4 separate regions of the Mus musculus genome follow, and all the other regions are linked to region 3. Evidence: chromatin contacts called from public Micro-C and promoter capture Hi-C data. All regions are on one chromosome and are shown on one strand. The core of a region is the stretch at or near the end of the contact, and the rest is flanking DNA. Distances in the headings are between cores, read along the strand shown.

What was found. Promoter capture Hi-C pulls out the DNA fragments that hold promoters and counts their contacts. Hi-C and Micro-C count contacts between places; a contact is called where the count stands out from the background.
Region 1: a promoter capture Hi-C map of liver shows a contact between it and region 3, with 2.7 times the contacts expected there. The contact joins the promoter of Dnaaf1 here to the promoter of A330074K22Rik in region 3. A contact is called at or near these places in 2 of 39 promoter capture datasets (liver and stem cell-derived epiblast-like cells), 1 of 484 Hi-C or Micro-C datasets (embryonic stem cells) and 2 of 115 datasets of contacts at active chromatin or transcription factors (bone marrow-derived macrophages and pancreatic cancer cells).
Region 2: a promoter capture Hi-C map of embryonic stem cells shows a contact between it and region 3, with 4 times the contacts expected there. The contact joins the promoter of Atp2c2 here to the promoter of A330074K22Rik in region 3. A contact is called at or near these places in 2 of 39 promoter capture datasets (embryonic stem cells and stem cell-derived epiblast-like cells) and 1 of 115 datasets of contacts at active chromatin or transcription factors (pancreatic cancer cells).
Region 4: a contact with region 3 is called in a Micro-C map of embryonic stem cells, with 3 times the contacts expected there. The contact joins the promoter of Foxc2 here to the promoter of A330074K22Rik in region 3. A contact is called at or near these places in 1 of 39 promoter capture datasets (embryonic stem cells) and 1 of 484 Hi-C or Micro-C datasets (embryonic stem cells).

What each region holds. Positions count from the first base shown.
Region 1 is chr8:119,573,593-119,576,644 of GRCm38.p6, reverse strand. It overlaps Dnaaf1 (dynein, axonemal assembly factor 1), which reads right to left and starts at 1,410. Exons shown (of 12, transcript NM_026648.4): 1 at 1,178-1,410. The coding sequence starts at 1,283. It overlaps Hsdl1 (hydroxysteroid dehydrogenase like 1), which reads left to right and starts at 1,470. Exons shown (of 5, transcript NM_175185.5): 1 at 1,470-1,553.
Region 2 is chr8:119,698,585-119,701,613 of GRCm38.p6, reverse strand. Atp2c2 (ATPase, Ca++ transporting, type 2C, member 2) reads right to left here and starts at 1,605. Exons shown (of 27, transcript NM_026922.1): 1 at 1,357-1,605. The coding sequence starts at 1,449.
Region 3 is chr8:120,226,222-120,229,483 of GRCm38.p6, reverse strand. A330074K22Rik (RIKEN cDNA A330074K22 gene) reads left to right here and starts at 1,254. Exons shown (of 3, transcript NR_110496.1): 1 at 1,254-1,559. It also overlaps a transcript of Gse1 not described here.
Region 4 is chr8:121,114,919-121,117,885 of GRCm38.p6, reverse strand. It overlaps Foxc2 (forkhead box C2), which reads right to left and starts at 1,715. Exons shown (of 1, transcript NM_013519.2): 1 at 1-1,715. The coding sequence starts at 1,271.

The sequences.
Region 1 (3,052 bases), core at 161-2,660, 650 kb after region 3:
ACCCACACACGTCAGAAACCAGACCCTCAGAAAACAGCAAGATAAGTAGAGTTGTACTTAAATCTAATTCTAGTTTAGATGTTTCTGTTAAAATCTGCTCAACAGAACAGAAGTTCATCAAGCCCCCCCCCTCTCTCTTTCTAAAAAGATTTATTTTATTTATATGAGTACATTGTATCTGTCTTCAGACCCACCAGAAGAGGCCATGGATCCTATTATAGTTGTGAACCACCACGTGGTTGCAGGGAATTGAACTCAGGACGTTTGGAAGAGCAGTCAGTGTTCTTAACCGCTGAGCCAACTTTCCAGCCCGCAAGCCCATTTCTCTTACCAGGGACAGCAGAAGGGCAGCTCTGGGACAGGGCAAGAGCTCTGTCTCTCCCCACTTTGGTTCAGAGATAACTGTGATGCAGTTTGCTGTGTAAATCTCCCCCCTACCCCTTTTGCCAGGTGTGAGCACCTACAGTTCCCACTCCTGTAAACGTGTTTAATTGCTCAAAGTGTAACTTAGGGGCGGCAACATAAAAACAACTCACTGATAAAAGCACACACAAGAACAGGGTGTGATCAGTTTGATCGCTCAAACCTGTGTAAAAGAAGCAAGCTTTGTTCTGGGCTGGTCTCTCCTTGGATGTTAGAACCCTGTGCACACTATTAAATATGAAAGACATTTTCCAGGGCCTGGAGAGATGGCTCAGCGGGTAAGAGTACTGACTGCTCTACAGAAGGTTCCGAGAGTTCAAGTCCCAGCAATCACATGGTTGATCTTAACCTCTGCATGTATGTACTTCTGAGATTCAAACTCAGGTCTGGAGGATTGTGTTGCAAGCACTTTTACCCTGCAAGGCGCCTCTAGAAGCCTTAGATAAATGTAACGTCAAGAGCTGATGAACTCTCTGTACTTGTGGTTTGTTGAATGACGCTGAACACTGTTTGGGAACTGTGTCTTACACTCATTGCAAACAATTCCCAGCCACAGGAAGGTATCTAATAAATTATCATGGAATAAATAATGGGTCTTCTATATGTACTGGATTGATCATATCAATAAAGGTGCTGTTCTTGTAGCTGTATGGATGGGTATGTGTGAGGGGTGCTGGTTGTCCCCAGCTGAGTGAAATGGGCATGTGTGAGGGACACGAGCCCTCGCCCCTTTGGCTTCCCAGCGCTAAGGCACCTTCTTTACGGATCCCTGGCCCCGCGTCGCCGTGATCGCCTGCCGACTCCTCCAGACTGGGCTCCGCCACGCTGTCCACCGGCGGCTCAGAGACTTCGGGGTGCATGCTCACTCCTGGCCCGACCACTCAGCCCTAATACTCTACGGTCCGCGTCGTTGGCTGTCCAACGCTTTCCCGGTCGCCGCGGCAACCAGTGCGCACGCGCAGTCAGTTACGCCGCCGAGGGCGGGCCTAGCCGAGGGGGGGCCACGGGGGAAACTGCACCCGGGCGCGTGCGCGGATCACGTGGGTAGCGGACCTGCGGTGGTGTCCCGGGGCGGCGGCCGCGCGGGCAGCGGGCGGGACGGGCTTCGGAGACCGCGCCTCTCGCTGCAGGTATTGCGCCCGCGCCCCTCACGCCCCTCGCGCCCCGCTTCCGTCCCTGGCCACGCCCCCTGGACCCCGACCCTCGGGAACGCCCTCCCCCCCGCCGCGCCCCGTAGCGGGGAACTCTGGTTCCGCGCTCTAGGCAGCCGCTCAGCTCCCTGAGCAGGTGTCCCGGGCCTGGTCCTCGGCAGGAGGCTCGCACAGGCGACACGCCCCGGGACGGCCCTTTTGTCGGTGTCTCTTTATCCTCCTTTATTCCTGGTCGCTAGGTCTAAGTAGGTTCTAAGTCTCAGGACTGATGCAGAATGGCCGCGCTGCTGAAGAAAGCGCGCAGCTTCTGCAGAGCCCGGTGGGTTTTGCAGAGTCGCTGGGCCGTGCCCGGCGCCACTGGGGAGGGATGGGACACTAGCAGGGAGTCCCTGTTCTGCTACCAGGACTCAGCCGCACCCCTGGGCGGTGACCGCAGCGGGTTCGGGTTCCCACGGGGAGTCTCAACGACCACCTGCCAGGGCTCTGGGCCGAGCCTTCGCTGAGATCCTGGGATGTCGTTGCGTCCGTTTCCTTCCTCTTGTGTAGTACACCCGGGTGCGATTGAGGAAGGGGATAAAGTGAAGCCGCGGGGACAGCGCTCTTAGCTTCTTCATAAACTCGGGTCAGTACGAATAGGGGTCGCTAGCATCGAACCCTGAGCGATGATCCTGCCTAGTGGCTCCGGTTTATTGAGGGGTGGCGGGAAGGCACTGTTGCAAATGCTTTTTATGCGTCACCTCATCGAATTCTCGTTGTAGGGGAGAAGCGTTAGCCGCTTTTTACAGGTGGTGGTGTTGTAACTTCATTCCCAAGGGTGGGATGGCTTTTTCAGAGTGACCCTAGTCATTGCTAAAATATTACAGACGCGCCATGTCCAACGTTACTTTATCAGTGGAGGGTGTGTGTGTGTGTTGGGGCGGGGGGAGTGTTGTTTATTTATGTGTGGGTGTGGAGGCTACGGGTCAGTGTCTGTCACTTGCAACCTTATTTTTCGAGAAAACGTCTCTCACAGAACTCAAGAGTTTTCTTTATGTTTGACTGACTGACTGGCCCCCAGGGTCCTCTCGTCTGCTCCTTTCTTCCCAATACTGAAATTACAAATTGGTTCTGCTTACATACCCACTCTTAGATACTGCTGGGGACCTCAGCTCAGGTCCTTAAGCTTGCACAGCAAAAACAATCTGCTGAGCCATCTAACCAGTCCCCAGTGCATATTTTTTTAATTGAGGCAAAATTCATGTAACGAGATCCATCATTTTAGCCATTTTGAAATGTACAATTCAGAACTTTGTAGTTAGGTAGGTTTCACCGCCCTATTTCCAGATAATTTCCACAACCACAAAAAGGGATTCCACCTCATGGGCTGCAGTTTGGGCTCATCTTGCCCCTTGTGTTTTCTGTGTCTCTGGATTTCCTTATTGCAAACACGCTTTATACATGTGACCGTATGCTGAATGGTCTTTTGTGTCCCCCAACCT
Region 2 (3,029 bases), core at 356-2,855, 530 kb after region 3:
GGGGGGGAAGGACAGAAAAAGGTGGAAGGAAGCTGTCAGTGTCAACAAATACAATTCCAACTCCTTCTAACCACACAGTACAAACCGTGTAAGGACACACTTGGCATTAGCAAAGGATTATGGTACACCACTAACACATGAGGTGGCAGAGAAACACGGATAGTTTTGGGTCCTGCGGTTCACAGCCCTAAGACCAGAATTCTTACATCAACACCAACGCGGACACATACAATAACCTTTGTAAACAAATGTATAGTTATCTAAAAACCACACCATCAAGTGTTTTGACCATGGCATTCCTTGGGAGAAAATAAAATTGAAATATTACAAAACATCTTCTGTTGTTACAAATTTAACCTAGACCCTCTTCCCCCTCGGCAAGACAAGACTCCCTGGCTAGGTGGCCTGAGAACTCCATGCCCTTAAAGAGCACAGGTCTCAGCTCCCCATGGACAAGCATGGAGTTCTGGGTGTGCTGTGAGTTTCCACTCTCAGCCTTTACAAAGCTGGCAGGGGTGGGGAGCTGTGCTGGCTGGACCCCAACGGCACCATCAGAGTCACAGAAACAACGTTATGGCTGTTGGTCCTGTAGAGAAACTTCTTGCACTGAAGCTCTGTAAGGTTAGCCCAGAAGCTACCTTAAGGTTCAAAGACATTATACCATTCAGAGTGGGGTTCTGGTTTGCTTTTTAAGAAAGGGTTTCTCTGTGTAGCTCTGGCTGGACTGAAACTCACTATACAGATTAGACTGGTCTCTATCTCAAAGATCTATCTGTCCCTGCCTCCCAAGTGCTGGGATAAGAGGCATGTGCTACCATGCGTTGGCTCAGAGCAGCTTTTTAAAAACCACATTGATGTGGAGGAAAGCCCTCTACAGGAGCCCTACTAAACAGCTTCAAATTTCAATTTTCACTCTTAAACTTGAGCGGGATTTTGTGTGGCTTTTTTGTTTGTTTGTTTTTGTTTTGGGTCCACATCCCTTTCAATCCCGGCAGCCTTTCTGTAAAAGTTCACGCAGCTGTCTCTCTGGGTAGAGGAGTTTAAACTCCCCTGAATCGGAGAAAACGAAGTTAACTTCTGGCTAGGTGGCCTGCTAACTCCATGCCCTTAAAGAGCACCGGCCTTAGTTTCTCGGTCCCAAAATGGGCTGGCCTAACCAAGTTAATTGCTGAGTTCTGCGCCTTGAGCCTGGTGGAGCTGCTTACTTCGAAGCTAGGTTCTTTTCAGAGTCAACTGAGGTGCTGAGAAGAATCTCAGAGTCCAGTGATCCACGGGTTCCCAGGGGTCAGATACAGAGTCCCAGGGGACAAATGTGGGATCTAATTCCACGCTTCATACCAAATCGCCCAGACTCACCAGGGTCTCCACCTCGTCCCTCTCCAGCGCCTTGTACCGGTGGTTCTGGCCCAAGAAGGCCAGTTTCTGCAGAAACTTGAGGCGTCTCCCCATGGTGAACTGGTGTCCAGGCTGCTCCACAGCCGGCCGTGGGGCTGGTCGCAGTCCCTGCCCGCGTCCCTGGGGCCCTAGCGAGGCCGCGGCTGCTGCGCGCCCAGGCTTCCCGGGCGGCCAGGTTGCCGGGGAGCTGTCTACCTGGTCCCCAGGTGAGCTCCGCCCCTGGGCAGGGCCCAGCAGCTCCGCCCTCTGCACGCCTGGCCCGCCCCGCTGGCGCCAGGACCCCAAACTCCAAGGGTCAGCCGCAGCGGCTCAGGAAGGATCAGGAAGCCTCTGTGTGGTCTCAGAGCTCTGATTCTTGTCCAAACCTGCCAGAGCATAAGAATCGCCTGAAAGGGAGAAAGTCCTGAGTTAAAAGCCTTACCTGGGATAGAGCAGCTCGGGGCCAGTCAAATCATCTGGCCTCTCTGAGCCACCTGGTCGCATCTGTAACTGAAATAAGAGCAGAAAGCTGAGACAGCCTTACCTACACCTATGTAGATGCGCCTTTGGGAGTACGGAAACTGGGGGTGCCACAGCCACTTGTGGAAGATATGTTTACCTGTAGAGCACACTCCTCTCTTTCTAATGATCAGAACAGCACCCCCTGTCCCAGGAAAACTGGGGATCCAGGAAAACAGTGTGATCCGGAAGGGCTCAGCACAGAGCGTGTTTGCATCGGCAGCACACTGGTACCCTGTAACGCGGAGAGGGGTGTCCTACACTTCGGGCTGCCCAGTGCGTGCTCTGGAAAGCTACAAGGAAAACCCTCTACGGGAGCCCTACTAAGCCGCTTCAATTTTCAATTTCACTCTTAAACTTGAGCGGGATTTTTTATGGCTTTTTAGGTGGACCAGGGTCCCTAGCTCCACGGAGCAGAGGTGGCCCTGGAGAAGGCTGGGTCATGCCCCATCCTGGGTTTACTTTTGACCTCTGGCAGTTGATCAACTGACTGCATATTTGTTTGTTCGACTAACCTGTCCCCTTTGCGCAAATAGTTACCACGTGCCTCACTGGCTCCCCCAGGCGGTGGCCACTGCCGTCCTAGTCAACCTGACTGGACGCTTTAGTGGGCTTCATGTCCCCCCTGCATCTTTCTCTCTTAACAAAGCCAAAGCACTTCCATCATCCTGCCGCCCATCCCCCACCACGATGCCTGCTCCCGCTGTGAGGCCCCTCCCCCAGCAGGAGACTTCACCCCGCCCCCCACCCAATCCTAAAAAAAAGGAGGGAAACTGGACTTCCTCAGCTTTGCAGTCCAGGCCACGTCCTTCCAGACATGTGTGACCTTGGGTGACTTTACCCTCCTCTCTCCACCTCAGTTTACTCCTCCGTGAGGTGAGTTGGCATCCCAGAGGAAAACAGCACCAGAGAGCTGGTTTGAGAGACTGCCTCCAAAGATGTGGACATGGCAGGAAGACAGGACCTGAGAGAGCAATAGGATGAACTGCCTACTGTGCGTGGAGGGCCTGCAGGGTAGACACTGAGAGAGTAGAGACCCACTGTGTGCAAGTGGGGGGAGCTTCAGGAGCAGAAATAGCTCTGAGTATAAGCCAGGTGTCCCCTTGTGGGCTGAGTATAAGCCCACTGGTGTCCCC
Region 3 (3,262 bases), core at 5-2,504:
CGTCCCCGAGGCTCCCGGCGACGTCGTTGCCCTCGGGGGTGCTACTGCGCTCTGGGGGCGCCGCGGGCCGGCTGGAGGCGGCGCCGTCCGTGCCGTCGGGCGCAGCGGGGCCGGGCCAGGGTTCCTGGATGCCCCTCAGCACGCTGGCTCGCGGCTCCGGAGCCCAGTGCGCCCCTGGCCCCGTGCGCCGGCGCCGGGCTCCGGACTTGCTGGAGTCGTGCGCATCCTCGGGCTCAGGCTCCGGCTCCGGCTCGGGCTCGGGCTCGGGCTCGGGCTCCGGTTCGGGCAGCGCGTCGGCGTCCGACAGCTCCGACAGCTCCGAGTCGCGCGCGTCCTCGGTGTTCCACTCGCGGGCCCCGCGCCGGCCAGCCGCGCTCGCGTCGCACTGATGCGGCCTCTTGAGCCAGTACACGCGCTTGTCCACGGGCGTGCGCGCGCGCTCGAAGGCGGCCCACTGCTCGGCCAGGAAGCAGCGGCACACGGCGCACACCAGCACGCAGCCATCGGTCGCGCTCAGCCCGCGCGCGCCGGGCGCCGGCTCCTGCTGCTGCAGGAACGGGAAGAAGGGCTGCGCGGGGCCCGCCGGCCTCACCGGCAGCTTCAGCTCCTTGCCGCGCGCGATGCCGCCGCCGCAGATGAAGCACGACAGGGCCGCGCCCGCCGCTGCCATGAGCCGCTGCTTACGGGAGAGCGGCGCCGCCCGGCCGCTCATGGCCCGGCCGCCGCGTCCGCCTCCGCGCGCCCCGCGGCTGCCGCTGCTCGGGCCGCGCGCACCGAGGCCCCGCGCCCAACTCGCAAAGTTTGGCGCGCGGCGGCGCGCACGCGGCCCGGGGCGCACCGAGGGTCTCCGCGGCGGTGCCCGGGGCTGCCGAGTCCCGGCGGGTGGCGGCGCGGGCCCAGGCGGCGCCGGAGAGCGCGCCCGGAACGCGGCGGTGGCGACGGTGGCGACGGGCCCCGGGCGGCTGCGGCGGCCGCATGTGCGAGCTCCGGCGCCGGCCCGAGCGTCGGGTCATTTAATTGGGGAGGAGGGAGGCGGGGCGGCGCGGGGCGGAGGGCGCGGGAGGGAGGCGGAGGCGGAGAAGCCTTCCCTCGCGCCGCCCTGCTGCCCGCCTCTTCCCAGGCTCCTCCTCCCCTGACTCGGACTCCTCCTTCTCCTAATCCTCCTCTCCCTCCTCTCCTCCCCTACCTCCTCCTCCTCCTTCTAATCCTCCTCCTCTTCTTACCTCTCTCCGCCCCTCCTCCTCTGACTCATCCTCTCCTCTCGATTCCTCCTCCCCTGACCTCTTCTCTTCCCCAACCCCCTCCTCCACCCCCTCCTCCTCTCTCCCCACCCTCTCCTACCCCCTCACCCCCCTGTGTCCCAAACTATGGCACAATAGGCCCCAGCTCCTCTGTCTATTCTGTGTCCAGCAGGAGCCCGCGGTGATTCATTGCTCCAATTAGGGGCTCTGCAGCCCGTGGCTCGGGCTGTCTGAAGGGTCTCCTTTGGGACCCACGAAACCCATCAGCCGCTGCCGCTGATCTTTAAGAAAAGGTCAAGCCGGACGCGCTAGTGCCAGGTGAGGACGATGGGTGTCTAGGGAGGCTTGGGAAGGGTAACCCCCCTCCAAGATCTGGGGAGGTCCTGGCCCTTCAGCAGCCCAGGGTTGGGGGTCACCTTTCTAAGCCCAGTGCCCTAGTTTTGAAGACAGAGGAAAGAGGAGTTGTCTCCTGCATCACCCTGGAGACAAAGTCCTCCCAGCCTATCTCCCCTCTCCCCCTCCCTCTGACTGGACAGGGCCCACCAGATCACCCTAGGGGTAGAGGTAAGAAGGGTACTGTGTGTCCTGGGACTAAGGACTCAACCTCTCTGTGCCCTTTTCCTTCTTGTTAAAGTGTTCCTGCTGAGACCACAGATATCCAGGACTTAGTGTATTGTATGCAGATACATTGTAGTTATTTAATGCAGAGACAAACCCTTTGCAGGCCAAGTTCAGAGCTGTTACATGCCTCTTAGTTACTTCCCCACAAGAAGCAAGTGTGGGATGCCCCTCATTTTATGACTCAAGAGGCCAGGCAGGATTCAGACCCAGGCAGCAGGGTTCTGCTAGGAGTATGTGGCCTCCCCAGGCAGACATCTGGCCCCTGTCACCCAGAAGCTGCTGGAGACTGTCCTTGGCGCCTCCTAGGCACACAGGCACACACATGTATGACACACACACACACAGATGGTGCCCTTTGGCTCAGGCTGGGTCACTAAGCAATCGTCTCCCATCTGTAAAAGGAGCCCTCAAAGCTTCAAAACTGTGAGCAGTTACTTTCCAGAAGCTTCCAGCTGTCTACCCTGCCAGCTGGAGATGGTGCCTGAACCCCAAAGGCAGGAGCCCCACCACCACCACTGCCACCACTTGGTGAGCTGACATGTAAATAAGGCTGCTCCCCCCCCCCTCCAAATGAGCAGGAGGAAGGGCCTCTTGGGAATCCCTAACATTCCAGAGCTCCAGAATCAACTGGGGTGGGGTGTCAACATGGCAGAGGATGGGACTCTGTCCCTTCCCTGGCCCAAAAAAGTGCTGGCTCAGCAAATTGTCTCGCAGACCAGGGCGGGGAGGCATCCCCTGGCTGCTGGCGTGGTTCATACCTTGTTAGAGGAGAGGCTGATGAAAGGACCCTGTCTGTTCTTACTCAGGAAGGGCCTGGGTGTCTCACTCCATAGGAAGGAGCCTGGGAAAGCTGTTCCTACCTAAGCTCACCCAGGTCTCCCTCAGCCTGGCCCAGCTGCCCATCTTCAGAGCCCTTAAGTCTCTCTCAGCCTTAGGATCTCAGCTGGGGCTGCCGTTTTCCCTCCATGTCTGTTCATCGTCCATTTTCTTTCTTATTTCCTTTGCCCTCTTCTGCCTCCTGCACCCTTTTGTCTCCCAAGAGCCAATCCTCCTAAGTCCATCCTGCACACAGCATAGCCAAGACTGGCTTCATACCTAAGTCCAAAGCCCTAAACCCCATCCTGCCAGCTGTGTGTACCTAAGGCAGAGGCAGACCTCATAACTCTACAAACCTCAGTCTCCTGCTATGTGCAATGGGCACAAGCTTCCTCCATGGTAGTCCAAATGAAAGCAAGAGATGCCTGGCACAGGAGGCTGATATGACAGGAGACTATGTATGTGCATGTTAGCAAGTGTGTGTGTTGATACATACATACATGTGCTGTGTATATACACATGTATGTACTGGTGTTTGTGTAAACAAGTGTAGGCATACATGCGTGTTTTACATTTGTTTGTGT
Region 4 (2,967 bases), core at 466-2,965, 890 kb before region 3:
CCGCCGTGGTTCAGATACCAGGAGGTGGCCTGGGTGGCGGGCTGCGGCGCGGGAGGGGGCTGCGGGGCGGGCGGTGGCGCCTGCGGGTGGAGGTGGCCGTGATGCTGGTGGTGGTGACCCGAGGCCCCCAACGCGCCCTCCTGACCCGCTGCGAGGTTGAGGGCGCCGAGCGGGGAGCCGGGGCCGCTCGGGTGGTCCGACAGAGCCTCGTCCAGCGCGGGCGGAACGCACACGTGCGCGGGCCGCTCGGCCCCGGTGTACAGACTCATAGCCCGCATACTGCACTGGTAGCCCGCGGAGCCCGCAGCCTCCAGGCCCTGCGCGCACGGCTGCGTGTAAGCGGCGGGTGGCGCTGCGGCGTATGGCAGTGCCAGCGGTGGCACCACCAGGCCGGCGCGCGCGGCCGCTGGGCTCAGATCGCCGCCCGGAGGCGACGTGCGCAGCGTCATGATGGTCTCCACGCTGAAGCCGGGCAGCCCGTTAGGCGCCGCGGCGTGGTGCTCCGGCAGCGAGCCGTCTGGGGAACCTGCGGGCGTGGAGGATGCGCTGCGCGGACTGGCCTGCAGCGCTCCCTCGGGGCTCAGCGTCTCCACCTTGGTGATGACCGGCAGCGCGGGGGACGCCGCCTCGCTCTTAACCACGACTTTCTTCTCGGCCTCCTTGGGCCCGTCAGCTACCGGGGTCCCTGTCGGAGCGCCCTTGGCCGTGGTCGAGGGCGGCTCCTTGAGGTGGGCCCGCTCCTCCTTGTCCTTGGGCACATCCTTCTTCTTGAAGCGCCGCCGCCGCCGCAGGAAGCTGCCATTCTCGAACATGTTGTAGGAGTCCGGGTCGAGCGTCCAGTAGCTGCCCTTGCCCGGCTTCTTGTCGTCGCGCGGCACTTTCACGAAGCACTCATTGAGTGACAGGTTGTGGCGGATGCTGTTCTGCCAGCCCTGCTTGTTCTCGCGGTAGAAGGGGAAACGGTCCATGATGAACTGGTAGATGCCGTTCAGAGTGATCTTCTTCTCTGGCGCGTTCTGGATCGCCATGGTGATGAGCGCTATATAGCTGTAGGGCGGCTTCACCAGGTCCTTGGGCGCCGCGGGCTGGTGGTGGTAGGGCGCGTAGGAGCGGCCCATGCCGGCGCCGTACTGCTCCGGGTGGCCGGAGTAGACGCCCATGGGGCTGGCCATGCCGCCGTAGCTGCCGGCCGCCCGGTAGTAGTTTTGCTCACTCAAATAGGGTACCACTCCCAGGGCGTTGGGGTCCGATACCGAGTAACGCGCCTGCATGCTGCGTCCCAGACGCCCGGTCGCCGCCTGCGCGCACCGACTGCGGCCCGCGGCGAGCGAGGCCCGGAGCAGGAGAGCAGGAAGGGACGGAGCGATGCAGGCAGCCCCGACTCGGGGCAGCCTCGCGGTCCACGCGCGGAAGACGCCGGCGCTCGGGTTCAGCCGACCGGGCGGATCGGCATCCTGAAGGGTGCACGGCAGGCGGCCCCGCTGGCCGCGCACTCTCGGCTTGGCGGGTGGCAGCCCTGAGCTGGCGGCACAGACGCCACGCGCGACCGTGGAGCGACACCAGCCCTTCCGAGTGCTAGAAAAGGAGACAGCGGCTCTCGGGGCCCCGCCAGGAGAACTGCAGCCCGCAGCGTCAGCGAGCTAGGGTCCGGAGAGGCTGCGCGGCCGAGCCCGGAAAAAGAAGCAAAGTCCCTTTTAGGGATTGGGAAAAGTTTCAAAAGTCTTCTGGCTCAAAGCGAGTTTTTACTTTCTTCAGGCCGCGCCCCCTCCAGGAAGTTTGCACCAATCATCTGGCAGCTGCGAGAAGGATGGCACCAATCAAAACGAGGAGCGCCTGAATCCGTCGGCTCTAAGACCCAGATGCTCTTAGCCAGATCTCCCCCCCCCCCAGCTCAAGTTAACTTGAGGACTTTTAAAAATGAGTTACATCTTATAAAATTTTATTTTATTATCACATTTTGTTTAACGAGACCACGTGTCCAGAGCAAAAATTAAAAACCCTGTTCCTTTGGAAAATAAAAAGAAGTTTAGTTTGAAATATAACATCGAATTGATGAAGTTGGGCAGAGATTTGCCCCCAAGACCTTGTAAGTAGGAAAGAGCCTGGAGATTTTTTTTTTATTATTATTAATGGATGAAGAGGCGAATAATTAGATTTCTTAATTATCGGGGCCTAGTTGTAATGGGTTCAGAGCAAACGGACTGAGCGTGTAGGGCCTGTTGAATGCAGTGATGGATAATTCACAGGACGCTTCCAGGTTGAGGAAGAGCCCACAAAGGAGGCCGGGTTGGAGAATTCGGTTCCTCTCCCCTTCACGACGGGGTCGGGCTGGGAGGGAAGGCTTAGTGGGAATGCCAAACTGGGAAGGTAACACCTAAGGAACCATTGGTCCTTCGTCTTCGCTGCTACTTAGGTGATCCATCTGAGTCCTCCAAACAATTTCGTGGGGTTCAGGGAAGCGCGTGAACCCAACTGTTGCTTTCCTGGTCTCCTCTCCCGCATAGACGAGGGCTAGCTTTCCCTGCCATCCATCCCGGCCTCTCCCTTCTCCCCACCTATGAAAGCGCTGTCTGGAGGTTAGGACAAGGCAGCCAGCCCCCGGGAGCTGGTGTCCCCGTTCGGCGTGGGGAGCTCCAAGCCTGCACTCCATCGCCGGCTTCGTCACTGGAAACGCAAAGGAGCGCGGCACTGTGTAGCCTCGGACCCGCTTCCCTAGCTGTTGCCGGGGCCCGGCGTGGGTCCCACTCCGCGGTCAGCATCTTTGGGATCCTGTAAATTGACTGTATTTCAGGCTGTTTGTTTTACTGAGTTTTGATAAGGTGAGCTGAGGACCAGGGGCTCCTTAGAGGGCCTGGTAACTGAAGGACTTTTTTTTTTTTTAATTTTATGCCAACCTTGACGCACAGCGACTCGGAGTTCCCCGACCTTCAAGCGTGCTCCTTCCCTCTAGGAATCCCGGGGACAGTT